2 separate regions of the Ovis aries genome follow, and region 2 is linked to region 1. Evidence: chromatin contacts called from public Hi-C data. All regions are on one chromosome and are shown on one strand. Each heading gives the region's core, a stretch centred on a gene start, on an enhancer-like site or on the middle of the called end of the contact. The rest is flanking DNA. Distances are from core to core; before and after follow the strand shown.

Region 1 (2,700 bases), core at 74-2,573:
GAGTTTCATAATTCCTGTATTGACTTCATTATCTTCTCTCTAATAACTCCTTATGTCCAAAGTCATTATGGGTTATGGCTGAATTAAGAGATGATAGATAAATGTGAAAATACAGATGTAGATATATACACATGTATACACGGACGGGGGAAAGTCCCGTATTCAATGGAATAAAATACTATCATAGTAAAAGACAAGACTCCTCCAGAAACAACTAAAAGAACCAAGTCCTATATTTCCAAGCAGGCCCAAAGAGATGGAGGTGTGGAGGAGGAAACCACCCAGCTTCACTTAAACGCAGGTGAGCTAGGATACAGACTCTACAAGAAGGGTGAGGTGGAGAAACAAGGATCATTTTAAAACTTGCAATGGAAAGAGTAAAATGGGGAATCCTCACAGCTCAAAAAATGAGCATGCTGCTGCTTCTGATGATACAGGACAAAGTGGGAAAGCACAGCTGCTTTTACAGCTAGGATCTACAAAAGCGGCTTAGCACCCAAGAAATGCCTTTCACCCTAATCCATAAGAGAAACAAACTCTATAAAGAAATACACCTTCCTCCTCCTGACTGAGGCCAATAGGTTGTTGTTGTTCAGTGGCTAAATCCTGTCCAACTCTTTGTGACTCCATTGACTGCAGCACACCAGGCTTCCCTGTCCTTCACCATCTCCCAGAGTTTGCTCAGATTCATGTCCATTGAGTCAGTGATGCTATCTAACTAGCTCATCCTCTGGAGCCAACATATTAATTTCAAAACTAACAAACTGTCCCCATAATTAGTGGAAACCCTTTGCTTTGGGGTCTATAAACCAATAAGGTATCTAAATCCCATGGAATTTGACTGTGGAATTAATACCAATATCTTTGGCAGAATACTCTTAAGCAAAGCATATTGGCCATTTCAATAACCGTTTCCCACAGATGAACAATCACAGCTCACGTTCCCCTGGAGAGGTTATGGGTCACCCAGAGTTCCACTGCCCAGGAAGAAAAACAAGAAACAGCTGTCACTTCCAGAAACACGTCTAACTTGTCACAGATTTCACATAGAGCATGCACATGCTTGGCTCAGGCCCAAGAGAAGGGTAGGCTCGATTAAGCCAGGGTATATGCAGAGGGAACTGGGACCAGAGCAGCGACCCCGTGGGTCACTTCCAAACCCGCGAATTTCATGGATTCCAAACTGAGCTGTCTCGTGTTCTTCTGAGTAGTTTCTTATTAAATTAAATCACTGTGCAGATGAAACCCTATGCTGTGCTGCATCACAGATCACAAATAAACTCAAGTCCCAAGATGAGGCACTGGGGAAATGACTAAGGGACTCATGAGTTCCTGGCTACAGTTCCCCAAAGCCGCCCTTGGTCAGCTTTTTCTAAGAACCTCGGGACAGGCAAGGTAAGTCACCATTTGGAACTTGGAATATGGAAGTTAAGACCAGGATGGACCACACAGAGCCACTTTGGAACATTCTCCATACAAGTCACTCCTGGTCTGAGAATTAGAACCCCAGCAGATTAAACTGTTCGGAAGAATTCTCTTTTTTAAAAAAATAGTATGATTTACTGGACTTTCTCCTTTTAAGTATGAATGGGCCGTGGAGTTCTGCTTTTAGCTCCGCTTTTGTTTTCAATGTTTGGCCTCACCACACAGCACGTGGGATCTTAGCTTCCCAACCAGGAATCCAACTCATGCCCCCTGCCGTGGAAAGACGGAGTCTTAACCACTGAACCCACCAGCATAGCCCCAAGAATGCTTTCTTAGCGCTGCAATGCACCTAAGGTTTTCAACGGCTCACCTGCTTTACTCCCAGCCAACCGGTCTGTGCTCACCACTAGGTTGACGGTTGCACTAGAAGCTGACCGCTCTGCTTGCGGAGGTGGAAGCTGAATTTTCTCTGAAAAAGAAAAAGATTCACCCCTAGTAAGTAATTTGGAAAAGTAAGAGACTGAGGCAGGCTTGCTTTTCTGGATCATGTCTTATGTAAGCATGGGCCACTGAGACACAGAGCCCCAAGAAGTCTCTACACACATGACTCCTATCCGGTGTCTGCACGTCTGATTCATCTCATCAAGCAAACAGAGAGCCTCTGAACTTGGGACAGGTCCTCACAGTTTCCACGTAACTTCTGCTGTTTCCATCCTAGGAAACAGAGCCCTGGGGCTGAATGGTCTTTGGACTCATATCTTTCTGCGTTGCATGGTAACAGATGGGAACTGCCCATCCTCATTCATAGTTCCTTGATGTGAATGACACTGGCCCAGGGGAAAAGAGTGGGAGCCTCCCCCTCCACGTCCCAGGTGCGGCAGGGGTGGAGAAGAGCCGGGGCTAAGGGAGGGGTGTCCAGGAGAACTTGGGGGTGGGGCATTGTCCTGAACAGAGACCGGGAAAGCACGCAAGGGCAAACCCCGGGGCAGCACGGGCACCACGGGGCCCACACGGCAGAGGGCAGAGCAGGACACCCTGGGCCCAGGGGAGGGGCACGCCGGTGCCCTTTCTGCAGGGCTGTGGACGTCCCGCAGTGCTGGGACGGTGCAGCTCCAAGGGCTCTCTGGTTACTCCCTACGGAGCGCGACTGGGGTGTTTTCCGTTCACTGAACACGAAAACATGCCTCTGACGCTCAGGCACGGCGGGTGGCTGAGACCCAGCCAGGTTCCGCGGGCATATTTCCTCCTCCCTGGGAAGTGGCTACACTCGGGCCC
Region 2 (2,700 bases), core at 59-2,558, 99 kb before region 1:
AGCATCAGGAGCTCCTAGGGAGATGTGACTTTGGAAGAGGACACTTTCAGTCTGGACATGTGCCTGGATGGATGTTTCAGTGCATTTCCAGAGCTCAGGAGAGAGACTGGGAGGGGTGAGAGCTCATGCCCCGAGGTGGGCACATGGGACCAAAGTGAGCAAGGGTTCACAAGTTGTCTCTCACAGTGTCCACCCGCATCACAAGCTCGGCTGCCTCACTGCGCATGTCCTATCTGACCACATCGCCTGGCTGGCCTTTTTGACCTGTCAGCCCACCTGTGGGAAAGACAGCACCCAGCCTGGCTTGCTCTCCAACGCACTAGCCCTGAAATCAGAGCCGGACCCAAGGACTTAAGCACAGAAATTCTATATGAGCTGTGCTCTCAGAGAATATAAGTGAGCAGGAAGCGTGATGTGGAGGAAGAAAATGGAAGTCCAGGTAAAGTGCATTATGAGGGTCTCTTTTGTGGCAGCTGGTGCTCAATCCTACCAGGACCTCAGCATGCAGAATGCCTGTTAGAATTGTCCAAACACTGCCCCTGCCTCCGGGATCAAAATGGACAACACTTACTTATGTTTCCTGCTGCCTCGGGTGCCCTCCGGGGCACGACTACGCTCCCCCTTCTAGGCTGCTCTTACACGTGCGCCACGTGGGGACCAGCCACATCCACAACTCTGTGGGAGCCCAAGGCAGAGCATGAAGGATGTGGGCTCATGCTTGAGGTCAGAGCTGTCTGTGAAACATGATGGGAGCCCTCTCAGGACTTCCGATCAGTCACAGCTGGGATCTAGGTGAGGCCAAGAAGGTGTGGAAGGAGCCCAGAGCTGTCTGTTCATAACCCCCTTGCACTCTTCGCTTCCTCTCCTGCCCTTCACATTCAGTCCAACCAGAAATGAGTCTTCAAGATTTAGCATCCACAGTTAGTGGAACAAAGTACAGCCCCACTGCTTCCATTGACCCAGAGCCCCAACACCATTTATCACCTCCTACCTTTCCCATCCTTCACCTCCTACCTTCCCCGTCCATCACCTCCTACCTTTATCACCCTATCCAGAAGTCACTTGCTTTTGGCTACCACTTGCTTTGACCAGTCTCAGTTGACTGCCTGCTCAAACGACCCAGATCTCCCCCAGAAGGGTGTGAGGTGAGGCTCCCTTGCCTCCTGCAGGTCAGGATTGCTGCCATTATCTGTTACTTACATTGCTGGCCTGAAAGCACTGGAAGTTGTTTCAGCCCACACTGAGGCTCCAGAGATCCTTATCAGCAGCCCTGGCCCCTGATGACAGCGAGAGTCAATAATCCCTCCTGACCGCCCTGCTGGCTAGTGTTAGATGAACAAGCTGTACTCAGAGCTTCTGAACCAGTGAACTCGGAGTCCCTGGAGGAAGTTCCTTGCCTGGAAATCAAATGATCTTTCTGCTGTCAGCAGGAATGGATGGAACAATAAATGCCTGGAAGTGGCTCCAGCAGGGGGTGCCTGGTGGCCTTGCACGTCTCCACATGGGCTGTGTGGGCAAAGTGCTATCACAGTTAATGTGGACCTTAGCAGAACTCCTGTGATCCAACCAGAATATGAGAGCACAGGAGCTTTGTGAGGAGCTATTACCAGGCTCTTCCCCGCTCATGGGGCAGTTTCTCATCGCCTCCTGTGTTCTGAGGAGGTATGAGGCTCCCTTCTCCCTGTCCACACTCTGTCCCCAACCACCTCCTTTAGGGTCCAGCTACAGTCAGTGTAACTGCCTGGATGCAGCACGAAACAGGTCTCTCGGCAACAGGGCCCCATGACTCATATGTTGTCACCTGCTCCCCACTGTTTTGGTATCATCCTGTGGGACAAGGGGCAAGGGGAGGTGGTATGCTTTGCTTTTTGTCTTTGTAAGGTATAAACTATCTGGATCTAAAGAAGTTGCATTGTTTCTTTACGAGCTAAATCTGTTCATTTTACCTTGACAATAATGCTCATGGAATGACGAGGCTCTCTTTCCATTTAAGCGGCCACCCTGATACCTATTATAACTGGGCATAAGCCATGGATTACCAACTCCTTGGTAGCTCAGCTGGTAAAGAATCCACCGGCAATGCAGGAGACCCCGGTTCGATTCCTGGGTCGGGAAGCTCCCTGGAGAAGGAATAGGCTACCCACTCCAGTATTCTTGGGCTTCCCTGGTGGCTCAGATGGTAAAGAATCCACCTGCAATGCGGGAGACCTGGGTTCGATCCCTGAGTTGGGAAGATCCCCTGGAAGAGGGCATGGCAACCCACTCCAGGATTCTTGCCTGGAGAATCTCCAGGGACAGAGGAGCCTGGTGGGCTGCAGTCCATGGAGTCGACTGAGTGACTAAGCACAGCACAGCACCAACTCTATAAAGGGCCAGAAGATATATTTCCAAATCTTCTAAGAAACCCCTCATCCTCCAGATACTTGCAACTTTCAAAGATGAGGTTTGTAGTTGCTTCTTACTATGCTAGACACCTTTCAAATAGAAAATGATGTACTCAGGGCTTTAACTCAGCTCAAGCAGACACAGAGAAGGAGAAATATTCTCCCATAGACTTAAAAGAAATACTTGTTTATATATGCCACCGTGACAAGTGTATATACACAGGGAAGTGGCTCTACCAAAGTGCCTGGTGACCTGGAACATCTCCGTGTGGGCTGTGTAGGCAAAGCTATGGAAATTCAGTCACAAAATTTGACT

Evidence for each region. A called contact is a pair of places that touch in the nucleus more often than the background predicts.
Region 2: a contact with region 1 is called in a Hi-C map of tail adipose tissue, with 2.0 times the contacts expected there. The contact joins two enhancer-like sites. A contact is called at or near these places in 3 of 16 Hi-C or Micro-C datasets (skin fibroblasts and tail adipose tissue).

The regions. Positions count from the first base shown.
Region 1 is chr1:3,858,249-3,860,948 of ARS-UI_Ramb_v3.0, reverse strand. It overlaps COL6A3 (collagen type VI alpha 3 chain), which reads right to left. Exons shown (of 41, transcript XM_060414453.1): 39 at 1,796-1,894. Among named protein-coding and RNA genes, the nearest start is that of COL6A3, 82 kb to the right of the region's middle. Within about 2 kb of position 1,323, at least 3 of the 54 cell types and tissues checked have an H3K27ac peak or open chromatin away from gene starts, as enhancers often do. A contact at or near this core is called in tail adipose tissue, where this site is marked.
Region 2 is chr1:3,956,854-3,959,553 of ARS-UI_Ramb_v3.0, reverse strand. No RefSeq gene overlaps it. Among named protein-coding and RNA genes, the nearest start is that of TRNAC-ACA, 87 kb to the left of the region's middle. Within about 2 kb of position 1,308, at least 6 of the 54 cell types and tissues checked have an H3K27ac peak or open chromatin away from gene starts, as enhancers often do. A contact at or near this core is called in tail adipose tissue, where this site is marked.